Linked DNA regions of Sus scrofa: region 1 is linked to region 2. Evidence: chromatin contacts called from public Hi-C data. All regions are on one chromosome and are shown on one strand. Each heading gives the region's core, a stretch centred on a gene start, on an enhancer-like site or on the middle of the called end of the contact. The rest is flanking DNA. Distances are from core to core; before and after follow the strand shown.

Region 1 (4,788 bases), core at 1,840-4,339, 45 kb after region 2:
CTGTCGTGTCTCCCTTCCCTCCGATCGGCCGTCGTTCTCCAACCTTCCGCTGCACCGCCACACATGAGACCCGCAGACAAGCAGCCCTGGGCAGTGTCTGCTGCTGTCTGCAAACTGAGTTGCAGGATCGAGGGAAATATTTTCAAGGGAGGATAATGAGCGGTAGAATATATTTACCCTGCAGGTGCACGTGCTGGGAAAGGAATGCTGCCCCTCATTGTGAAGTTCGGAAGCAGGTGCAGGAAACAAGGATGAGTATTTTTTATCGCAACTGTGTTCCCGCGCCAGAGTGTAAGTGACGTGACCACAAGTGTGACCCCACGCGGGGAAGGGAAGCTCTTTCCAACTGAGACCAATGACATGTCCACCAGCCCGCGTGCGTTTCCCGAGCAGTGGAATCTTCTCCCTCGTGATCTCTTTACAGACGGGTCCCCTGGTTTCTGCGGGGGGACAGTTGCACGTCCCAAAACTTTAAGATCACAGGCACATGGGGATGGTCAGTCGTGAAGACCCCTGCGCTTTCAGCTGCAGGTTTTTGTCCGGCTGGTTGGGACTCCTTCCTGCACCGAGGTGGGGGGGACTCTCCAGGAGGGACAATGACGTCACAGCGGCCTGAGCCAGCTCATCCGCCTTCCGGTTCCGGAACTTGGCTTGGGGTCGGGACCGTGCTCAGCACAGACAGAACTGAACCCTTCTCGTGGGTCAGAAGCCCCGAGTGCATGTTCCCTTTGGCTTACTTTAGCTCTGTTTTTCTCGGGTGCTTGCCAGTAAACAGTTCTCCAGACAGACTCCCAGGCATTTGGTTCTTGAGAAGAAACATGAGAGAGAAGCACGATGTGCTGGTGAAGTCGAGCCTCTCAGGTCCCTGCCCTCCCTGGGGTCGAAGAAGGACAGAGAGCAGGCCCTCCGCGGCCTCGGCTTCAGTCCTGTAAGACTCAGGTCTAGGGCTGGACAAATCGGTGAGCCTCCAGGCCAGAGCATTCTGAAGCTGATGCGTGAGAAGACACGAAGAGCTGGAAAATCCCACTTCGATGTTTATATTCCCACCAAAAAGCAAGCCCAGGGCACCACTGGGAACCTCTCCAGAGCTAATCTGGTGGTGGTGGCGGGGGCACCCTTTCGTATGGGCAATCGGAAAAGCGCTACCCAAAACGTAACTGTGATTGGCACATAGTGCCCCCCTATCTGATATACCGGCCACTTCCATGTTCCAATGCGTTGTTCCTCTTTGGGCAAAATTCCTACGTGTTGCAGTGTCATGTCTAAGCCGGCCGACAGTAACACCAAGGATAAATGCATCACCGAACTTGAGAAGTGTGTAACAGAGTTTAACAAAGGCACCGATCCTTTTACCCTTCTGCCACCATGGGGTGGGGTCCGTGCCTCTCCTTTTGACCCTGGTGATGCGTGATGTCTCCGACCACAGCTTACGATGATCATGAGCCTGCAGGACCTCGGAAGTGCATCTGAGAAGGTCATGCACCCCAGTGTGGTTTGCTCAGAACGTCCGCCCTGGGGAGGCTGGAAGTCTAGCTCTGCAGGGCCTGCTGTCCTGGGGGGACACCTGCAACTGCTCCAGGCAGCAGCCCCGGCTGAGCTGGTGGCCAGCGTGCAACCCTGAGCCACCTGAACCTCCAGCCCGGTTGGCCCTCGGGGAACAGCAGCCCTGGCCAATGTCCAGCTGCAAGGGCATGGGGGGCCCCGTGGGAGCTCCGCACGCTGGAGCCCACCACAAATTCCTGGCCCCCAAAGTCGCCAGAAAAAGCTGCTACAGGTGAGAGTCCCCTGTGTCAGGGCAGCGGTGTTTGACCGTCTACCGTCAAACAGACGTAGACCCAGGAGCACAGCAAGGATGCTCCTTTAACTGAGGTGACTCCAGAGCCACCAGTGGGTGCCCGTGGCATCCAGCTCCCTGCATCTCTTTTAAGCAAACATGGCATTTGGGCAGAACAGGTAAAGGCAGCAGTGCTCTTCCTAGAAAGTGTCAGCGTGAGCCTGGCTTAATTCTGCAGCCACCTGTCCTGCAGCTCCAAGGTCAAAGCGACCCACGGCAGAGGTGGGTTCTCCTCTTGATCCCAACGACCAGGGCTTGGGGCTGCATCCTTTTGAAGGTGTAACAAACGAAGTCACTGAAGCCTGCCGAGCACGCTCACCGGCAGATGTTCACGAAACCCACACAGAGGTGCATTTTTCACCGCGTGATTCACACTCGAGTGAGGAAGCGTGTAAGGAAAACCAGATCCGTAGACGCTTTTAAAATAGTCCCTTTTTTCTCTGCATCTTCGCAGGGACTCAGAGGAAAACAGGAAACTCCTGTGTTCATCGGCTCTGCACGAGAAACTTGGGCAGCAAAGACCTGGCTGTGAGGAAGGTAGCAGAGGTCTCCCAGGGCGCCTCAGGCTGTACCTAAGTCACATCGGGAAATGGCCTGAGGATTCCCTTCTGCTCCAGCACCGAGAGCGTGTGACTCAGATGCTCCACAGATTAAAACTGAATATAGTGGTAGCGTTTTATTTTATTTTTATTGCTTTTTAGGGTTGTACCTGCAGCATATGGAGGTTCCCAGGCTAGGGGTCGAATCAGAGCTGCAGCTGTGACCTACACCACAGCTCATGGCAACACCAGATATTAACCCCCTGAGCGAGACCAGGGATTGACTCCGTATCTTCATGGATCCTAGTCAGGTTCATAACCCACTGAGCCACAGCAGGAGCTCCTAATGATAATGGTTTAAGTGCCCCTGTGAATCTGGCCAATGGCACCAAATTAAGCTGTGGAACTGCCCAACCACAGAAGGCAGGTGGTCCAGGTTCCCAGCGCAGAGCAGGTAGGGCCTGATGTGTCCTGAGGGCAGGAATTGTCTGGGTCAAGACGCAACGGGGTCCGTTAGGCTCCTGCTCAGGGGGGTCAACAGCCCTCAGGCCTGCGACCGGGCACTGAAAGTTACCAGCTCCATGTTTGGAGGTTTGTCTATTTCCAGTCAAGCCCTGGGTTTCTCTCACACGTAAAGGGGGAGCCATTCCACACAAGAGGGGATGCCTTTTAATTCCAACAGAGCATGTTTCTGCCCAACCCAAGGGCAGCCAGGACTGGGATGCCCCTGCATGTGGGCCCTGCCATTGTTGAAAGCCAGCGGTGAAGCCCTTATCATCGGCTATAGGCAGACTCACAGCATGTGTGCTCTGCGTCACCTCCCAGCACAGCTGGTGGCTGTGGGAAGCAGGCCTGGGCAGATGGAGACGGAGGCTCTTGGTGGAGAAGTGAGAGCCCCAGGCCAGAAAGTAAACTTGCACCTGCCCCATGACAGACTCTCAGACAGAGCTGCTCTCTTTAGTTACCCCCCCACACGCGGTCACTTCCAGGTGGTTCCCTGCCAGGCATAAAAGGGGGCAGCAGGAGAGAGAGGTCCCTGAGGGTGTTGTTTTGGTCCATGCTCTAATCCAAGATGGTGAATGGCCACTGAGAGGGACCCCAGCACGTAGGTTATGAGTGTTTATGGAACATACAGCATCTACGGGGAATACGCTGATGCCCCCCAGTCCTCCACGCAAGTCGAGAAGGAGCTGATCCAGGAGCCCAGATGGCAGGTAAGCCCGTCAGAGCTCTAGAACAGGTGTCCTGGTGAGTCCACCTTTGAGTTTCGAGTCAACCTCAAGCCCATTCTGTAAATAAACAGCTCAAACAAAACAAAACAAGAAAGGAGTTCCCGCCATGGCTCAGCAGTAACGAACCCGACTAGTATTCATGAGGATGTGTTTTTGATCCCTGGCCTCGCTCTGTGGGTTAAAGATCCGGTGTTGCCATGAGCTCAGGTGTACGTCGCAGATGCAGCTCAGGTCCTGCATTGCTGTGCCTGTGGCGCAGGCCAGCCACTAAAGCTCCGGTTCAACCCATAGCCTGGGAACCTCCATAGGCCACATGCGCCGCCCCAAAAAGCAGAAAAAAAAAAAAAAAAAGCTCAAACAGGAATCATAAATAAAAGGGAAAGAAACACTGCTGTTCTTTCCTATACTTTTAGATGTACGGGAAAGTTTATTTTAATTAATTGATGTTCACAAAGATTTTTTAAAAATTAGTGTTTATAGAAGTTCCCTGGTGACTCATCGGAGGAAGGATCCAGCCTTGTCCCTGCTGTGGCTCAGGTCGCTACTGTCGTGTGGGTTTGACCCCTGGCCCAGGAACTTCTGCATGCCATGGGCAAGGCCAAAAAAATTTTAGGTCAATAAATAAACAAAATTAATTAATGCCCACAAGTATATTTATCGTAAAGCCCAGCAATATCCGTGTTTAAGGAATCTGAGGTCACACACACTACGAGTAGAGTCCCAACCATGACAGAATTTCAGAGAGGGGTGGCTTTCTCACATTACAACCCAGCCCCACACGAATTCTGTTCAGCCCTCCCAAAGCACCGTATTATCCCGGAGGAGAATTATTGCAGGAATGAGAAGGGTTACTATGGTGATGGGGGGGGGCTGTGTCAATAAAACAAACCCAAGCCACCGATGTAGAGGAGGATGGCATTTGAAATGTCCTGATAACCATCTGCACGATGCCAGGTGACCAGCACAGGGAAGGGGCCCGTTTGCCAGCACAACCAGGAGCCAGCAGGTCATGTGTACTTTGGGATCCCAGGGGATCTGCAATTGCCACTCACTCAAAAACGCCCAGTACATATTTGCCGATGAGTCTGTGTGATAGATTTTTTCTTTTGACTCCAGGTGGGAAGAATGGCTGCATCCGTGCGGGACTCTCCTAATCACCGGTGTCATGAATACAGGACCCCTA
Region 2 (5,138 bases), core at 1,926-4,425:
ACAAACAAAAATACACCACTTAAAAATGGGCAAAGGGGATTCCTGCTGTGGCTCAGAATGTAATGAACCTGGCTAGTGTCCATGAAGACACAGGTTTGATCCCCGGCCCTGCTCAGTGGGTTAAGGATTCAGCGTTGCCATGAACTGTGGTGTGGGTCGCAGAGATGGTTTGGATCCTGCATTGCTGTGGCTGTGGTGTAGGCCAGCAGCAGCAGCTCCGATTGGACCCCTAGCCTGGGAACCTTCATATGCCACAGATGCAGCCCTAAAAAGCAAAAAAAAAAAAAAAAGGCAAAGGACCTGAATAGACATTTTTCCCAAAGAAGACACACAGTAGATAATGGCCAATGGATACATGGAGAGATGCTCAAGGTCAGTAACCAGGGGAATGCAGGTCAAAACCGCAGTGTGATGCCACCTCGTACCTCTTGCGATGGCCATTATCCAAAAGACAAGAGATAACGCGTGCTGGCAGGAAGGTGGGGGAGGGAATAATGCTCTGTTCGTGGCCAGAAAACTGGTACAGCCATTTCGGAAAACAGTATGGAATTGCCTCAAAAGATCAAAACTAGGGCTACCCTATAATCCAGCAACCCCCCTCCTGGCATTTATCTGAAGGAAGTAAAATCACTATCTGGAAGAGATACGTGCAGTCTGGTGCTTGATGTGGCTTTATTCAAAATAGCCAACATTTGGACGCAACCTAAGTTCTTGTGGATGGGTAGATGGATAAAGAAAATGTGGGATAATAGCACAAAAAAGAAAGAAATCTTGCCCTTTGGGAAAACGTGGACGAACCTGGAGGACATTGTGCCGAGTGAAATAAGCCAGACGAAGAGAGACCAATACTGCACGAGTCTACCTACATGTAGAATCTAAAAAGCCAAACTCAGAGAAGCAGGGATGAGGATGGTGGGTATCAGGGGCCGTGGTGAGCGAAGTCTGGAGATGGGCCAGGGTGGAGACTTTCAGTTTTAAGAGGAGCAAATTCTGGGGATCTAATCTACAGTGTGGCGACACCCCCGAATCATACTACGTGCGCACTTGAAAGTTTCCAAGGGGGGAGATCTTATGTGTTCTCACCACACACACACACACACACACACACACACACACACTCACACACACAGCAACGATGTGAAGGCAATATGTTCATCAACTTGCTTGTGGTGATCGTGTCACAACCTACGCATGTACCAAACCACCACATGGTGCACCTTAAATATGGACAAGTTTTATTTGTCAACCATACCTCGGGGAAGCTGGAAAAAGTCAGTCATTTCTGAGAAAAACAACAAGCACAGCATATGCGTGATGAGGAAGGGGGTCTCTCTCTAATTTGTACCAAGACCCACATTGCCACTAAACCACAGACGGGTCTTGAGTGGTTGAGTGTGCATTACCGAAACGGTGAACTAGGTACTGGGGAGACACAAGTGTAATTTGCTGTTGACCTTCCAACAGGATGCCTCAGACCCAGCTATGCTTTGGTTTTTCTTCCTCTGAAGAGCTGCACGCCAATGGAGCAGATGGTGATTCGATCAGATGTCTATCCAGTGACTGCAATGCCCATGTTTAAATGAGACTTGTCAACCTTTCTACCTCTATTTCAATGACTGCGACCACGTCCTAGAATTACTCACTTTTAATTCTTAATCCAGTGGGTGAAAGTATACAGCAGGCATCCTCCTGAGCACACATGGCCTAGGTGAATCTCTGTTCCCACTGGTGGAGGAGAGGCGAGGAAGACCGCGTGGCAAGGAGGATGATGCCCACTCGGGTAGCAAGTGTTCACCCCGAACAAACCAGGCGCTGAAAGACCAGTAAATTATGTACAGGAGATCCAAGGAGACGTCTGGCCAGGCCGTGGGGATGACTAATTCTTTTTAGTAGCACATGGCCATTCTGAAGTTTCTGAGTGAGTCACATTTCCACTGTGGTTTTTCGCCATTTCCTTGTCTCACCAACTTTGAGAGTTAAACTCACATATTGAGAATTTCCTCAGAGGAAAATAAAATGATAGAGGGGTTGCATCTGCACCATAAAGGCAGAATCGCATGAGCTGCTGAAAAGATGGAACCAACCAGGAGAGGCCATAGCAAATGGAAACCCACTAAGAGAAAATGAAAGAAAAAGCCCTCAAAGACAGGCCAAAACTATATTTAAAGGCAACCCCAGTCAATCATTAAATAGCTTTTTTTCCCATTTATGGGGATTGAATAGGAACGTGAAGTTGAGTTTGGATAAGCTCTACAAATGGCAAGAAATGTTTCCATCTTTAAGCATAAAATCCAACTTTCTTTCATGGTCTTAAATGATAAAGTCATTCCCAGGCAACAAGGGCCTTGCCAGGGATGTACCTGCATATTACCTGGATGTTTGGCCCTGATGTTGGCGCTGCATGGAAGTAGCAGAATACATCTTTATAGTTTGGCTTTTCTATGTTTTCTTAAACTGGTGGGTAGAGGAAAACACAACCTCCCGGAGACCTTGAGTCTGATGGAAGGGCTCCCTCCTCCACCACCCGAGCCCCTCGCCTGCAGGGGGTCCTTTCTGTCCCACTGGTTCTCTTTCCACAGCCAATGAGACCTGCAAAGAGATGGGGCCTTGGCTCTGGTTCCCAGCACGCATCTCCAAAACCAGGCCTTTGCTTTCTTCCTCTCGACTCATAGGCTCTCTTCTTCCTTTGCTCTTTGATCCAAGCAGTGGGACTCTTTGGAAGTTTCCAGCTCTGTCTCTCTCCTGCCCTCTGAATTCTGACAGCATTTGCTGTTCGAATCACTCTGAGGCCTTCCCTTGATGCTTTGCATGTGGTCGTTTAGAGTCTCATGGGGAATCACCCACTAAACTCACTGGAGCGCTCAACAGGCCTGGACGTCATGGGGCCTGGGCTTTGGGTCCCCGTGTGTCCAGTGTTGGTTTGCTGGGGCTTCCGTAACAAAGACACGAACGACGTGTCAGACCTCTCCTGTCTCACTGTCCAGAGGCCAGAGTCCAAGGTCAAGTGCCCACAGGTTAATTTCTCCTCGAGGTTCCGAGGGAGAATCTGCTCCAGGCCTCTCTCCTGTGGCTGTGGTTTTCCTGGCAGCCTGCGGTTCCTGGGCTGGCAGACGCAGCCCCCAGTCTCTGATCTTACCGTCACGCAGTCTGCTTCCCCTGGGTGAGGCCGGGTCCTGATCCCCTTTCATAAGCACACGGGCCCCGCAAGGACCCCTTAACTTAATCCTCACTGTACAGACCCTGTCTGCACGTCAGGCCACAGCCTCAGGCCCTGGGTTGGGACGTCCACCTACAGCCCGACACTGGAGAGGCCTGGGAGGCCAGCATCCCGCTCCGTGACCGAAGCGCCCATCTCTCAGACAGAAAAACAGAGGATGAAGCTTGTTCCGATAAGACTCGGATTGTTGAACAATCCTAGCTTGTTTGCAGGTTTTGTTTGCAAGGTGGGGAAGCTTAGCCAGGTCGCTTTGTTCTCTGGCCTCAGCCCACCTCCTGGGACCACAAAAGCAGAAACAAGGCCTTTGCCCTCACATTCATCTGTCTGACTCCAAGATAAGAGGGATGTTTCTTTCTCTGTGTTCATTTTTAAATCTCACAGCTTATCTTAACAGGTCATTCCAGGGAGCCCAACCCCAGATGTGAAGTCGGGAGCATTCACTTCTACCTCTTCCGCTCCCTCAAAGTCACCACAAGGGGCAGAATAAAAGCAGAGCTTTCTTTTCCTTTTCCTTTTTTTTAGTTCCAATTTCTTTTACCTAAGAGTTAATGAGTTCACCTGGGTTTAGGGAGATTTGTAATGGATTTTCAAATCCTTGCTATTATTATTTTTATTATAATGTTGGATTATTAATACCAAGCTAAAAATGTCACTCGCTCTGCAAAATGAAGTGATAAGTACCACTTGGCTTTTAAGAGGAACATTATAGAGGCAGTCCATTAGGGAAATAATCTCAGGTTATAGCCAGCTCTCAAAAGACCTGGGAAATAAGGATTTAAAATCAAGGCACTTGCAGGCCATTATGACAACTAAATTGGTAAAACATACTAAAATCCTAGCATAATAGTGCTCCTTAGAGAATTGTGACAAATTGTATTAATATTGTATTTCCCAAAAAGTGAAAAAATTAAAGCCTCAGCTGAAGTTGCAGTGGCAACTGTCCGGTGCCGTGAAAGCCGAGGTACACAGACAGCCCCTGCCTGCACAGCTGTAAATCGTCAGGCTGGAAGGGATGTCGGGTCCTAAAAGGAGGGTCCCCTGATGGCCACTTGCTGACACTCTGAACAAGGGGCAGAAGTGCCACATCGTCACCAGGGCTCTCCTCACAGCGGCAGGAGAATGACAGCAGGCCCGCTCCCATCTGCAAAGTCGTGGGCTCCACCTGTCAGCAGCGGTCCGTGAGACGTGGGGGAAGGGAGGAAGAAGCCAGAAATCCTTGCCGGCTGGATGTGGGCGCAGAGGGAATGCAGCCCGGCCGCCGGAGGGAGGACACGCAGCTTCTTTGTCAACCCGCAGATGAGGGAGCCCCTCGTTCAGGCGAGCGCATTGACAGCAAGGCACGAGCGTGTTACAAGCGTAACACAAGATCAAATAATGGAGTTCCCACTGCGGCTCAGAGGGCTAAGAACCCAACGTAGTGTCCATGAGGATTCGGATTCCATCCCTGGTCTCGATCAGGGGGTCAAGGATCTGGCGTTGCCACAAGCTGCAGCATAGGCCTCAGCCGCAGCTCTGATTTGACCCCTAGCCTAGGAACTTCCATATGCTGAGGATGCATCCGTTAAAAAAAAAAAAAAAAAGGTAAATTGAGCGTGAGTTTTTGCACTCCCGAGAGGGTTTCCTTCTCCTGCCCAAATATGAAGCCCTGTGTGCCTGTGATCCATGCGCCTAAAGCCCAAAACGCGAGTCTCTCATTTTCACTTTAATTTTTTCATTGAGTCAAATGGCTTAAAATTTAAAAGATAGGGTGCAAAGGGATCAGGAAATCCCTCTTTGGGAAGTCGTTTTGGGTTGAATCCATGACAGAAGAGGGTCGGGCACATGACTGCAGAGTCACACTTCAACTTTCGCTTGTTTGTTTTTACCGGAAAGCGACAGTCCCCAGATGAGCCACCAGCTGCCACGAAGAACCCCCAAAGTC

Evidence for each region. Hi-C and Micro-C count contacts between places; a contact is called where the count stands out from the background.
Region 1: a Hi-C map of retroperitoneal adipose tissue shows a contact between it and region 2, with 2.0 times the contacts expected there. The contact joins two enhancer-like sites. A contact is called at or near these places in 1 of 5 promoter capture datasets (liver), 11 of 47 Hi-C or Micro-C datasets (alveolar macrophages, blood, embryonic fibroblasts and 5 more) and 2 of 2 datasets of contacts at active chromatin or transcription factors (alveolar macrophages and skeletal muscle).

Annotation. Positions count from the first base shown.
Region 1 is chr10:66,464,887-66,469,674 of Sscrofa11.1, forward strand. No RefSeq gene overlaps it. Among named protein-coding and RNA genes, the nearest start is that of KLF6, 21 kb to the right of the region's middle. Within about 2 kb of position 3,090, at least 2 of the 83 cell types and tissues checked have an H3K27ac peak or open chromatin away from gene starts, as enhancers often do. A contact at or near this core is called in retroperitoneal adipose tissue, where this site is marked.
Region 2 is chr10:66,419,331-66,424,468 of Sscrofa11.1, forward strand. No RefSeq gene overlaps it. Among named protein-coding and RNA genes, the nearest start is that of KLF6, 67 kb to the right of the region's middle. Within about 2 kb of position 3,176, at least 14 of the 83 cell types and tissues checked have an H3K27ac peak or open chromatin away from gene starts, as enhancers often do. A contact at or near this core is called in retroperitoneal adipose tissue, where this site is marked.